Linked DNA regions of Mus musculus: regions 2 and 3 are each linked to region 1. The links are chromatin contacts, called in public Hi-C maps. All regions are on one chromosome and are shown on one strand. The core of a region is the stretch at or near the end of the contact, and the rest is flanking DNA. Distances in the headings are between cores, read along the strand shown. Region 1 has its middle 17 kb from the start of Gm19723. Region 2 has its middle 7.9 kb from the start of Gm16619. Region 3 overlaps Gm15518 (a long non-coding RNA gene).

Region 1 (4,496 bases), core at 1,372-3,871:
CCTCTCAACATTGTGCTAGAGACTAAAAGCCCGTGAGTTTTGGGGAACCCCGTCACTAAGGTTTAAAATTAGCTAATACATATGGGGAGGCCTAAAGACAGCAGGAAAGCCACCTGAGAGTGTGAGCAATAGGACTAAACTACTAAATTAACACACTGTTGATTTTATCAAGTCATGTAGTAAACACATTACGCTTGGGGAAAGGAGTGAAGAATCAGGCCAGTTAATGAGCTCAGGAGCATAGAATTGGGGCGTCACCCTGTGCTCCGACGCTGCTCCTTCTCTTGACAAGCCCACTGAGCCTGTCCCCACGAGAGACAAGTACATCTGACACAGAGGCTGAAGTCCATAAGTCTGCGGTCATGTAACTATTTGTTCTTGACTCTGGTTCCAGGCTCACTATGAAGCACTGGGATAATTAAGCTTCCCAGTGAGCCCTCTATACAGAGAGAGGGCAGGCTGTCAATCTCAGGTCTGCTTGACAGACAGACTCTGCTTCTCATAGAAAAAAAATTAGCAAGCCGGCATGCTGGCTTGCATATATTTATGCCTTGGGAATTTACTTAGCATGAGTCAGCACCTCTAGGCTGTCAATCTTTGATCTTCGTGACAGATACTCTAATTTTGCATGAAAATTAACAAACAGATAAGTGGGTTTATATTTATTAATGCCTTATGAGCTCAGTTAGAAGGAGGTAGAATCAATTCTGACCAGCTCACACGTTTCTGCAAGACCTGACTGCAATGAAAATTATACCTTTAGGTTCTCCAGGCTTCGAGTTGTGCAGCTAAAAATCCTGCCCTCCCTTCTCATGGATACCACCCTTATTTGTCATTTATCTGCTCTACCACATATAGTCATCACATTTGCTGTGTTCACTCTTGCACACCGAGCCCTAACACTGTGCCTGGCACAACAATGCTGCCTGCTAAATCTCTGGTGAACAACTGAATGTGTGGCCTTGACCTTCCTCCTGCTACAAGAGAGTATAAAATGGATACTACGATAATGAAAGATTCCAGAGGAGATATTATAAATTAAGGGAAAGGTCACATTCAAGATTAGACAGAGGAGGCTTTGGTGGAGTTAACAGGAAGCTGTCTCCCCAGGAGACAGCCTGTTAGACCAGCCTGTGACAGGACAAAGCTGCAGCCGTGACAGCACGGCCAGGAAGCATCACTAACAAACAGCTGGGCATTTCTATTTGAATTTTGAGACATTATGGCAGGTCAACATGTCCCAAAGCAAGCTCAGCTTGAAAAAAAATCTGTACTCTTAAATATCTCCCAGGATCTTCAGTTTGGCACGATTTCGGATTTCTCTCCCTTTAACGTTCACCCCAGTTAATAAATGAACTACCCACAGGGGATTCTGACATCATTGGTACCTCAGTTCTAAGTCCTGACCTGGAAAACCCCTGGGTATTCACCTGCAGCAGCTTTCCAAGCTGGTTTCCCCGTTGTTCTTTCACTTTTGCTTCCTATCCACCTCTCTCTCTCTCTCTCTCTCTCTCTCTCTCTCTCTCTCTCTCTCCCTTCTTCCCACCTTCCTCCCTCCTTCCGTCCTTGTTTGTTTTTGGATTGGTTTTGTTTGTTGTTTTTCAAGACAACAGGGTGTATCAGTGTGGCCCTGGGCTGTCCTAGATCTCACTCAGCAGACTGGCTAGCCTCAAACTCACTTTCCTCTGCCTCTCAAGCGCTGAGCGTGCACCAGCACCTCCCGTTTTCCTCTTTTACCTTTTCTTATCGTTTTTTGAACAAGTTCCATAAGAGCAATTCAGCTTTTGTTTTGCTTTCCTGTTTTGTGTTTATTTCCTATGTTTTCCTATGGGTCAAACCCAGGACCTTGGCAAAGTCAGGAAAATGTTCTACCAGAAGACACACTCCTCCCAATCCTTAAAAAAGAAAAAGAATGATAATTTAAAAGTTCAGCTCCTCCCTCTCTGACCCCTCTTTTGGAAGTCTTTCCAGGTTCTGCCTTCAACTGGCTGCAGAGAAACCTCTCTAACAGCTGAGGGTACAAACATCCATTCACACACACCCTACTGTTTTATACCAAAGATCCTGCTATCTTCCATTGCAAAGGCAATTCCTCCTCTTCTATGTAGGGAAGCCCACTCCCTTTTCATGTAGATGCCTAGTCTCTTCTGCCCCCTAGTTTGTCAGGCTAGTGAACTGCCTTTCCTTTTCCTGTCTCTGTTGAAGGTCCTTCTCGCTCTATAACCCCATGGGGGTCAAGGTAGGCATGGAATTTTTCTTTGTGGGTGGAACCTAGACATGGAGGTTTGTAGAGAAGAAACTGGTGTTGAAAATTTTTAGACATCAAAGGACATTCTGACGCTAGAGCTTTGGAAACTGAGCCCGAGACAGCCTGACCTTACTCCCTTTCTAAAGCCCTTACTTTTCTTTATTGCTCAACCTGGTAAGTAATCATGGCGTTCCTATCCTGAAGCCCAGGAGAAGCAGGAAGTCTATTTGATGCTTCCACAAGCAACTTCAGCCTCTCTGGTGAGAGACATAAAGGACCTTAGAAAATTTACACAGAGGGAAACTCCAAGAAAGTGAGTCATGCGAGCATAATGAAGAGAAAATAAAGAGAATATAGTTGACCATGGGTATTCCCAGTCACTTCGCAGAGACAGGGTGACTAACTCTCAGTGACTCACCCTAATAGCCTCCAGATGGTCCAGACTAATGTGAAATTTCTGTAGAACTGATAACTCGGGTATCCCTACAACTGGAAAGTGTATTGGCATCAGGAGTATTCTTTGTCAGAAACATAGACACATTTGTGTCTTTAACATAAATATCAGAGATTCCTGAATAGCAATAAATTCACAAATTGTGCTGGTTTCGCAGGTTTCAACTTACCAGGTAATCAATTACTCTAACCCTTGACAGTGTGGCTATCCACAATCATACTTTCTTCTTTTTCAATCTTAATTCCTAACATCAACGCTAAGATCATGTATTCCACCTTGCACACACTATAGAATGGCAGTGCCTTACTGGCTTGGAGAAGTTGGAGAATCAAACCAAATCAGCAGAGACCAAAGGCTGAGGTCTGTGATGGAGACAAAGAACCATTAGTGTAGGCACATGTCCAGGTCTAAGAAGGAGGTCTGATGGATAGATGTTAGAGTGAACTAAGTCAGGCAGTGGGAACTACTAAACTCAAGCAGCAGAGGCAGGAATTCTCTGCCTGTCAGTTCTTTGACCACATACATCACATAGGGTGGTCACATGACAGATTGTTGGTTCCATCTTTATTACAGTTTTATTGCTTTGCTTTCTATTGCTGTGACGAACAGCATGACAAAAAGCAGTTTGGAAAGGAAAGGGTTTATTTCAGCTTGCAGTTTATAGTCAGTTGCTGGTAGAAGCATGGCAGGAACTAGACATGTGGGCCATGGAGGAGCATTGCTGTATTCATTACTTTTCTATTTCTATAAAATATCATGGCCAGGCAATTTATAAAAGAAAGTGTTCAGATGAACTTACAGTTCTAGGGGATTAGAGTTCATGTTGGTACGGTGAGTATATGGCAGTAGAATCAGTGGAGAGGTAGATCTATCTGCAAGCCCTTCCCCATGACACACCTCCTCGAACAAAGCCACACCTCCCAATCCTTCCCATACAGTTCCACCAAACGGAGATGAAGCATTTAAATTTACAAGCCTATGGAGGCATTCTTATTCAAACCATCACAACTTCTTACTGGCTTGACCCTCATGGCTTGCTCAGCCTGCTTTATTATATAACCCAGTACCATCTACCTTGGGTGACATTGCCCACCATGCCTTCCTACATAAATCATTAGTTAAGACAATATTCTGTAGACTTTCCTACAGTCCAATTTTATAGAAGTGTTTTCATAATTAAGATCCCTTCCCCAGATATGTGTAGGTGTGTAAGCAGATGGCAAAACCAACCAGCCCAGCTGTGTGTGCTGGATGTCTTTTCTTTCATGGACTCTTCTTAAGGTTGTTGACCTCTTTGTTGGTCTGGTGTGTTTGGTAAGTTCACATGATTATCTCATGTGGTTTTAATATGTCCATGTATCCATGTGTTTCTGATGTACTTTGTTAAGCTTATAGGCAGTATCCTTTTATTTGCAGGAAGAAGTTATCAGTTATTAGTTCCTTATGGTTGCTGCTGGACAGATGGTGTCCACATGCACAAATGAGATGCACAGTCATTCTCTCTCAACATGAAGCCAAACTCTACTTAATAAGATGGAGTCACTGAGGGCAAGGCACAGTGTTATAGTCATAGTCTCAAACACCTTAGAGAAAGACAGTAACTTGGAGCAGGGCACAGCCTGGTCTGCACAGTTGGGTAGTGACCCTCTCAAAATATACCCTCTTCTAATAGTTGGGACTTGAGGCTATGATAGTTTTTTTGTTTTTGTTTGTTTATTGTTGTTGTTTTGGTTTGTTTGTTTTTTTTTAAAAAAAGGATTGTTGAAGATGTAATTAAGCTAAAACCGTTTGAGG
Region 2 (4,343 bases), core at 990-3,489, 150 kb before region 1:
CGAAAAACCAAAAAAATAAAACATAAAAAATAAAATAAAATAAAAAATGTTATGAACATAAATCACTTTGGAAGAAAAGAGTTTATTTCCTTTTTATTATTTTTTAAAATTTATACATTTATTTATTTATTTACTTCCTCTTCATAGTCCATCATCAAGGGAAGTCGGGGCAGGAACTCAGGCAGGGCAGGAACCCAAAGGTGAGCGCACTGGTGAAGAAGCCATGAAGGAGTGCTATTTACTGGCTTGTCCCTCATGGCTTGCTCATCCTGATCCCTTCCATCCCCATAGCAAGATCACTGGTCCATGAGTTGAACACACACAATAGGTTGGACCCTCTGCCATCAATCACTAAATAAGAAAACTCCCTCCAGCCTTGTTTACCGAGATGGAGCTTATGGAACAATTTTTCTCAATTGAGGCTCCCTTCTTTCAGATGACTCTCGCTGTGTCAAGCTGACATGAAAGCAGGCTGCACAGTGTATGTGTGAAGCATGTACTGAAAGAGAGTTACCGTTAAGAGGTTTTGACTGGTTTTATGCACTATGTTATTTGTAGTATACCACTTCCGTAGATAGTTATCAACTGAAGCACTGGAAAAGCCAAGAGAGAAGCCAAAGAGAGAAAAAGATAGAGGAAGTGATAAAAAGGAAGAAAAAAACAAGGGTGGGGACAGAAAGTGACTGAAGGGAATTTACTTAGCAACACAGACCTTAGCTACACTTACACTGCTGACCTCTGTTACGGAGAGACGCTCTGCACAAACTGCAAACCTCACTAGGAATTCCCCAGGACTCCTTGGGAGTGGTCAACAGCATCCTCTTTGGTAGAGGACAGGTTTCCTTTCCTTCTTGTGTTAACCCACAAGCCTACCCTCCATGCTCTGGAAGGCTGAGTTTTTATCCACTCGTATTCTAATCTACTTCCTCCAAGTTCACCTAACTCTCTGAGCCCTACCACTGTCCTTACAGTGGGATAGTACCTATAGTACACTGAGCCAAAACTCCTATATTTTGTATTCCTAAGGTACCACTGAAATGCTTTTCTCTGGCTTTTCCTTCTTGAAGACTTGGGCGATGGTTGTGGCCATGGGGATATTTTATTTTTGTTTCTGTTTTATGCACCATTTTTGGTAAAAAGTATTATTTCAACTTATAAAGCACAGACCCTGTCACTGGATAAAACAGAGACGCCAGAGCGCTTGAGGAATATTTTCTGTGTATTGAAAGTGCTTATGTCCAGAACAGATCAAGGTTATGTTCCTTAATCATCTACCTCTGATGCTGAGAGAACTTCAGACACACTTAAGGGATTCTTGGAATCTCTTATTTTCGAGCAGTAATTTCAGAAGTCCATCAGCAAGACTTTTGAGGCTTCTAAAATAACTAAGTAGGAGACATCAGGAAACGCCATCTGGCCTTTAATTGCTATCTGGCTTTCTCCTAACCCATCATATTCCTATAGTTCCTGAGATCTTTAACATTGTTCTCATGTTTTTCAAAAGTATTTACTAAGATCCTTTCAGCAATCGATCAAAGAGCTAACCATCGTGAATTAGTGTATAATGGTATGTGTACATTAATACACATGAGGCTGCACACAGGGCTCACCACTGAACTAGAAGAGGGGACAGTTTCCCAAGTGATCTCATTGACGGGTGGCAAGTGCCTGACAGGATACACTCACCGGCCAGCTTTGGTGGCAGCCTCTAACCCAGGAGATGGGGTGGGGTGGGGTGGGGGGGGTTGTGAATCTTCCTAGAGGAACAAATATTTTCCATCAATCTCATCTTGGGTTTATTTATCTTTTAAAAAATAAATACCATTTTCAAGAAATGCTATTAGAAGACAGGAACTCTAGAAATATTAGCACACATTAATGTCCATAAGTCAAGGTCCTGAGTTAAGTAAATATTAGAATCATTACTTTCTAGATGGCACCAAGAGAAAGAGAGAAATCATACCGGGGGCTCTGTTTAAAGAGCAGGGAGCTATTTCTGTGGGGTAGGTTTATCAGGAGAGGTGACGTGCCTGGTGGTGCAGACAGGTCAAAGCACAGAAACAACACACAGGGCACAACCTACATTACAGTTTTGCCTAAAGCCTGAGCTAATCTTGAGCTCTGCTTTACCCTCCCACTCAGCAGGGAAAATGCCCAGCTGGGCTTCCAGAGTGGAAGTGAAGTGTAAGGAGGAAGTGGCTTTTAAAACTCTGACGAAGTGTCTACAGTTGTTGTGTGCCAAAACGAGTTTGCCTGGAAATTTTCCCATTCTGACGTCCTTCGGGTTGTCTCTTGGACCCTTCCGTATCGTAGCTCTTGTGTGACTGAAACCTCTGCATAAAAGTTCGTTATCCTATGCTTGGCAGGAGCATGTGCCAGCACCCGTGTGTCCTCCTTCCCACAATGCTTCACAAGAACCAGTAAACGAGTCCTCTATTTATGATCTACAAGCTTTCAACTAAAAACCACCACAGTGTAATTATATAGGCACTTGGAGATGTAATACACGACCTGTAACCCCAACCTTAGCCTGTGCCCCCTTCTTTTTTGATCCAATTTGAAACTTTTGTGAAGTGATTGACTGCAAAGGTGCCCTCTATTAAGCAAGTTCTAGAAGGTGTTTTCTGCAAAATGAAATGTGTTCCCATTTAAGCTATCCCTAATAGGAATTTTGCTTCTACTCACCCTCCTGCTGTGAGTGAGGCTACACGCCTATGAGTCAGGACCCTCTCTCTCCCACCTTCCAGGAAATCCAACTTAGAGTTGGCAGTTCTGCTCTACACAACAAAGACCTGTATTATTGCGTCTCAGTGTGAAACTGTGGAAAGATTTCAATATCACCTCACAGTTTGGACAGCATTCACTTTAACCCACCAATAAACCTGTGAAGACAGAAGACTGGTTACATATGTCATTCTGTTTACCAACTTTACTCTATGGATTAATGTCTTTAAAATTGAATCCATTGTCTTTAAATAAAACTGAATCCATCAGTGAAAAAGAAACATTACATGGGCCAGCAATGATGCTGAAATACCTATTACTGCTTTCTGTAGCATTCACCATCAATGCTTTCCTAGCCTTGGAAATCCTTGTTTGAGAAGAATTTTCTAAGCATCCTTAACCCCATTAGGTCCAATAAGGAAGGCCAAGAGCGGTGAGATGTTAAAGGTCCTTGTTGAATGCAAGGTTACCATGGAAAACAAGATTTTAAAAATGAAAGTGAAAAGTGAGGGATAGATTAGTGAGTGCACACTTGCTTTTAGAGCAAGTGGGAAGACTTGAGTTCAAATACTCAGAACCGTGCGAGGCTACAAGTGATAGCATCGATCTGTAATCCTCGCACATCAATGTGCTGACGTAGGAGTGGAGAAGCCCCTCCCTGAAGCTTGCAGGCCAGCTAGCTGGTATTTACAGTGGGGAACAACAAAAAGAGACACCCTGTCTCGAAAAAAGGTGGAAGAAGAGGCTACTGAAGAGGTGCTCACTGTCCTCTCGTAGCACGCCAGTCCCCTGCACACACACACACACACACACACACACACACACACACACACACACACAGTCCAAAGTGGTGAGAAAGAAGAGTTGTTGCCTGTGAATGGAGAATGAATCATCTAATAGAATGATTCTGAAAGACTAATAGCAAAGCATCCAACACACAAGCATGGCACTCCTGGGCTAACGGATAGTACCAGCCAGAGGATGATGGAGACACTGGAAAACTTTTGGACAGTTGTGTATCTAGACACTTCGTGGGTACCAGCTTCAAATTAATTCCAGGAGGGCTTAATCCCTAGGGAAGGCAGTCACCTGCCTCCATAAATTTCCATTACAGACAAATGAGAATGGTTTGGGGGCTTGGAGGTTTTATACATATTCAGAAGAAATAGACTTTCCGTATCTTCAGTATGCTAAATATCCTTCTATAACCTCTAGACACATATAGTACAGAATATATATGAACAAGAACAGTAGCCATGAGTAAAAGCTTTGAAAACTGATTCAGGCTCCTGCTCCTGGAAGTACATTTAGGGGAACCAATGTACTTGGCACTTTTGGAATTTCCAATAAATGGCCCCACTTAACAGCTAGTTTTAAAGAGACTCTAGTGTTAGTATTCTGGTCTGATGAGGAAACGTGTCCTGGGCTTTCCCCAATAGAAGCACAATGAAAACTCAATTCAAACCACTGCTTTCTTCGAACATATCCTGATGATACAGTTTATATAGACCCAAAACGTAAACACACCACACCACACACACACACACACACACACACACACTATCCTTCCTTCAGCTATATGAAGCTAATGTTAGGAGACAATATCTTGAGTTTTTGTA
Region 3 (4,724 bases), core at 1,240-3,739, 170 kb before region 1:
ATTGAACAAATTCTCAATCAATCCAAACAAGGTTTCTCCACCTCCCCCTTTCCCTTTCCCTTAAATTTGCAAGCAGTGCTTAGGTTTTTACTTTTGTGGTTTGTTTTTTAAGAGTATCAGAACCTCTGTTGGAAGGGTTCACAGAGAACATGCCCATGCAAATAGGTATGAGAACCCTATGTCATCTGGTGCTATGCCCCATCCCTTCACGGGTTTCAAGAGAGCCTGTGTGAGAACACGAGACGCCTGTGGATTTGGCTCAGAGCTCCCAGCATGGATGATGAGCAGGCACTCTGTGCTCCCTGAACACAACACAGTATGAAGATGTAGGCTTCCAGATGATCCACTGGCCATCCTAAAATTGGGCCAGACGCTGTTCTTAAAATTTGTGTACAAGTAAGAAAGGTCTTGAGAGGACTAAGAGTGTAGCTCAGTGGCAGAATGCAAGGTTATCATGCAGAAGGCAATCTGTTGAGGTCCTAGCTACAACCCCCGTTAATATGTTTTATATATTTAAAACAATGTTACAATAGAATTTTAGAAGGTGGAATTGTGTGACCCTGTTTGTGAAATTACAGTGATTATAGCTTCATTTTTTTCCAACTTAATGTGTCTAACAACTACAAACCTTAAACTGCTTATTCTTAAATTAGAAATTTACTCTGTTAAATAAATAAGAATGATTTGAATTCACATTTTTATAGGCTGTTTTATAGAATTTAAAATGCAAGAGGGAGAGCAATGGCCACCTCATATTAACAGATCTAAGTAATGCCTCGAGCATTAGAATCCTGTAATTGTGTAATTTTAATTCAGGCACAAAATTCTAATCTGATTTATGGTTCCACTCTTAGCACCTTGTTTCAACCCAGAGTGTCCCCTTTATTATCTGTCCGTGCCCTACGTAGTACACTAACACTTTCAAACTGGCCATCAAACTGCCTCCGTCAGCCATCATCTGCCCAAACTGTTGCTCTGGGCTCTTGGATGGCTTCAAGGTCCTGTGCATAGTCTCTGGGCTCTTGGATGGCTTCAAGGTCCTATGCATAAACCCTTTTGTATAACTCGGAAGTTACTTCATGGCTGCTACTCTCCTGCCCTGCAAAATATTCTCTGTGCTAACAGCTGGGAAACTCTCCATTGCCTGGGCATCAAAATCAAGTGGACAGCTTAATAAAAATACCTATGTGCCCCACCCCCACCCCTATCCAGAACTAAGCTACTTACAATTGGCAGGGGCAGGGAAGGGATGGCTGGTTTGCATGAGAATGGCCTCATTAGGCTCCTGCTTTTGACTGCTTGGTCCTGTGGGTAGAGATGTTTGAGAAGGAGTAGAAGTGTGATCTTGTTGCATGTGGTTTGTCACTGGTGGTGAGCTTTGAGGTTTTAAAGGCCTATACCGCTCCAGTTGGCTCTCCCGCCGCCATCTCCTGTTGGTTCTAAGCTCCTAGCTACTGTTCCAGTGCCATGCCTGCCTGCTGCTGCCCTGCTTCCTGCCATGATGGTCTACTCACCCTCTGGAACTGTAAGACCCAGTAAACTCTTCTGTAACTTGCCTTGGTTATGGTATCTCTTCACAGAAATAGAAAAGTAACTAAGACAGAGGGAGAAAATCGGTTTTCTTCAAAGACATGACCCTTGAGAAACATAGGTCTACCATGTTCCAGATAGCCACACACCAAAAAGTTTGGGCTTCAGGCTCAATGGATTGAAAAAGAAAATAAATTGATAGGGTAAGGAGGCTGGATCTAAAGAGAGGTAGGAGGAGTGATTTTGATAAAAATACATTGTATGAAATTCTTGAAGATTAATAAAAATTTTAAATGCCTAAGCACTAAGTCCCCTTCTCGAGTTTTACCCCATAGACATGGGTGTTTTGTTTTATTATGTTTTAATTGTGGGAGGGTTATCAGGGATTTAAAAATGCTAATGTTGATATTCAGTTATCTACAGAATCACCCATCTGAAGATCTCCCCCTCGCCCCCCCATGTACAAGTAAGCAAAACATTTCAGTGTGAAGAGATTTGTTTTGTTTGTTTGTTTTTTGGATTTTTTTAAGACAGGGTTTCTCTGTGTAGCCATGGCTGTCCTGGAACTCACTCTGTAGACCAGGCTGGCCTAGAACTCAGAAACTCGCCTACCTCTGCCTCCCAAGTGCTGGGATTAAAGGCGGGCACCACCACACCCGGCGTGAAGAGATTTCTTTAAAGAGAACTTAAACTCATTTTTCTTCTCGAGTAGCTTATGAAATGCTAAGGCCCCATCTAATAAGTACCATAGATTAAATTAATACACAATGTTAAAAGAAACTCAAGAGAAATGAAAAGAACCACCTTTAGAAAACCGTTTGTCACCATCTTCACTGTTGTGAAGAAGTTCTCCCAGCTAGGCCTTCCTAGAAGAATTTCAGGTCCACAGCTCCTCCTACTCACCCGGTGTCCACCACACCCCTTATCAAGACCATGCATCCTGTTTCCACACATGCCCCTGGGTGACCTTCTCTAGCTCCTCTCAAAGGCTTGTGCATGGAAGAACCCTGGCCCACAAGTCCAGCCAACCAGATCCCAGTTCCAGGTGTGTTAGTAAGAATATATTCACAATATTCCTGGCACCAAATATGTGGAGTTGTCCACACCAACAGCCAGTTTCTTCCATCTTGCACATGTCCCCTTGCCCTTCTGACGAGTTGTGACTCAGCATAAAGGCCCTGGTCAGAACAATGAATGCTCTTGGTCTTCTCTGTCAGAGCCATGAGCCAAGGAACCTTCTATTGTTTGTCAGTTATCCAGACTGTCACTCTGTTACCCAAACTGTGAAGTTCACCAGATAGAACATCAGAGAGGGTGGGAAGCCCTGGTTGTCCTCATGGCTAACCCCCACCTGAAAACCTCAGCACCCCTTCATTTAGGGTTTTCTTCTTTTCTTTTCTTTTCTTTTCTTTTCTTTTCCTTTTCTTTTCTCTTCTCTTCTTTTCTTTCTTTCTTTTTTTTTTTTGAGGGATTTCATCATGTAGCCATGAAAACCTCAAAGTTCTAGGAAACTGCAAACTATTTGGAAACTCTGTGCCAACCGTTACAGCCAAAGGTCAGACTTATTTCTTCCTATGTCACAATTTCTCGGCTAAGAATTTCCTGTGTGGCTTTTGAGTCACCGTTCATCCTGGGTTTTCTCCGGTAAGGTGATAGAGTTATATTTTCCCTCCTGTCCAGTCGCTTTTCTTTTACCTTCTGTAAAATCTTCTGCAGGGTATGCTACCCATGAATCCCAATGTGCTAGTAAAAGTACAAAGTTGTTCATACAGCCACCGGTAGTGCTGGGATATTCTAAAACCTCCTAGTGCTAGACGTGCATGGTTGTGAATCTCCTGCCAGTGTGGGCATCAGCTTGTGGTAGGCTTCTAGAGTCAGCTCCTACCACCTCTGAAGTCAGTTGTTTGATATTCGGAAATTTTGAGAGCTAGGTAACTGTTGATAACTTCCCACCAGCCCATTGTGAGTGTTTACACCACAGGAATAGAAAAATCACTACAGATCAGACCGTTAGACAAACAGCCAGTTTACTCACATGCCGCTGACAACAGCAGTTTAATGTTCTGCATCGAGATAAGCAACAGTATTTTAAGGTACGTAGTTAAGGTACATTATTATCATATTGCTAGTTGAATTAGGCCAGATTTGTAAATTATTCTTCAAAAAAATCAGTCTACATAAAGCCACTCTGTGTGTCAAATGTGTATCCCCTGAACCATTTTATTGATACTATCCCATGGCCCTTTCTAAATATCACCTTTTACTGCTTCTCAAATCAATAGGCTAAGGCAGCCCAGGCATCTTGCTACAAGGTAGATTCAAAGATCATGCTTGTACAACTGAAATAATGTAGAATGCACAGCTAGTCCAATTATTTGACTATAAAAAAGCTAATTTAGCTCACTGCATCATTGATCCATTTAATTGTACAGCAGCTTCCTATTGATAACAGGAAATAGCCCGACCCAACTGTGCTGAAAATGGAAATGGCCGGTTTTCCATAACCATAAATTTAAATAAGGATTCTACCTTATGTGTGGAAACTAAAAAGCAAAAATCATAACCAAGGTTTGTTCAATATTTCTTATTTTTACTGATCTGTTTGTCTTGCATACTTTCTGGACTTTGTAAGTCATTAAATGTTAGCCTCTGTTTGAGCTCATGACTTAGTGTTTTATTTCGGATAGCTACTGTGATGAATCTAAGCTATCATATTCATTCTGCCCTTGGGAAGCATTCAGCAATCCCTCAGTATCGCAGAGGATGCTGGTGACCTAGAAAAACTACTTTCTGTGGTATTTCTAAGAAGCCTCTTGGTTCAGGCGGCTCCTGTTCACTACACATATGTAGTGTGGGTCAACGAACATTTGACAGATAACCACTTGTTTTGCTGCAGTGTGAGATATTAAGGGAGCCAAATGCAAATGAGGTGTAATCGCTTCCTTTACCAGCTCACAGTCCAGTGGGAAAGATACACACACACACACACACACACACACACATAAACACACACACACATACACACACACACACACACACATACACACACACACACACAAACACACACACACACACACACACAGAGTTAAAATGCTTATAACAGTAAGTTTTATGATAGACAAACAAACTTTAGTGAGAAAAATCATTCTAACTTTGAGAAAACAAAGGATATTCATAAGAGTAGAACTGAAAGA

The links. Hi-C and Micro-C count contacts between places; a contact is called where the count stands out from the background.
Region 2: a Hi-C map of bone marrow-derived macrophages shows a contact between it and region 1, with 2.3 times the contacts expected there. The contact joins two enhancer-like sites. A contact is called at or near these places in 1 of 39 promoter capture datasets (liver), 4 of 484 Hi-C or Micro-C datasets (bone marrow-derived macrophages, liver, nephron progenitors and 1 more), 1 of 115 datasets of contacts at active chromatin or transcription factors (regulatory T cells) and 2 of 9 other capture datasets (adipose tissue and liver).
Region 3: a contact with region 1 is called in a Hi-C map of the MNK3 cell line, with 8 times the contacts expected there. The contact joins two enhancer-like sites. A contact is called at or near these places in 2 of 15 datasets of contacts at CTCF or cohesin (large pre-B cells and pro-B cells), 16 of 484 Hi-C or Micro-C datasets (the AML12 cell line, CD8 T cells, the MNK3 cell line and 6 more) and 4 of 115 datasets of contacts at active chromatin or transcription factors (CD8 T cells, effector CD8 T cells, large pre-B cells and 1 more).

Annotation. Positions count from the first base shown.
Region 1 is chr16:49,936,525-49,941,020 of GRCm38.p6, forward strand. It overlaps Gm5486. Among named protein-coding and RNA genes, the nearest start is that of Gm19723, 17 kb to the right of the region's middle. Within about 2 kb of position 2,622, at least 62 of the 459 cell types and tissues checked have an H3K27ac peak or open chromatin away from gene starts, as enhancers often do. A contact at or near this core is called in the MNK3 cell line, adipose tissue and bone marrow-derived macrophages, where this site is marked.
Region 2 is chr16:49,790,457-49,794,799 of GRCm38.p6, forward strand. No RefSeq gene overlaps it. Among named protein-coding and RNA genes, the nearest start is that of Gm16619, 7.9 kb to the right of the region's middle. Within about 2 kb of position 2,240, at least 115 of the 459 cell types and tissues checked have an H3K27ac peak or open chromatin away from gene starts, as enhancers often do. A contact at or near this core is called in adipose tissue and bone marrow-derived macrophages, where this site is marked.
Region 3 is chr16:49,767,437-49,772,160 of GRCm38.p6, forward strand. It overlaps Gm15518 (a long non-coding RNA gene), which reads right to left. Exons shown (of 5, transcript XR_003951928.1): 3 at 2,335-4,724; 4 at 1-1,305. Among named protein-coding and RNA genes, the nearest start is that of Gm15518, 6.1 kb to the right of the region's middle. Within about 2 kb of position 2,490, at least 68 of the 459 cell types and tissues checked have an H3K27ac peak or open chromatin away from gene starts, as enhancers often do. A contact at or near this core is called in the MNK3 cell line, where this site is marked.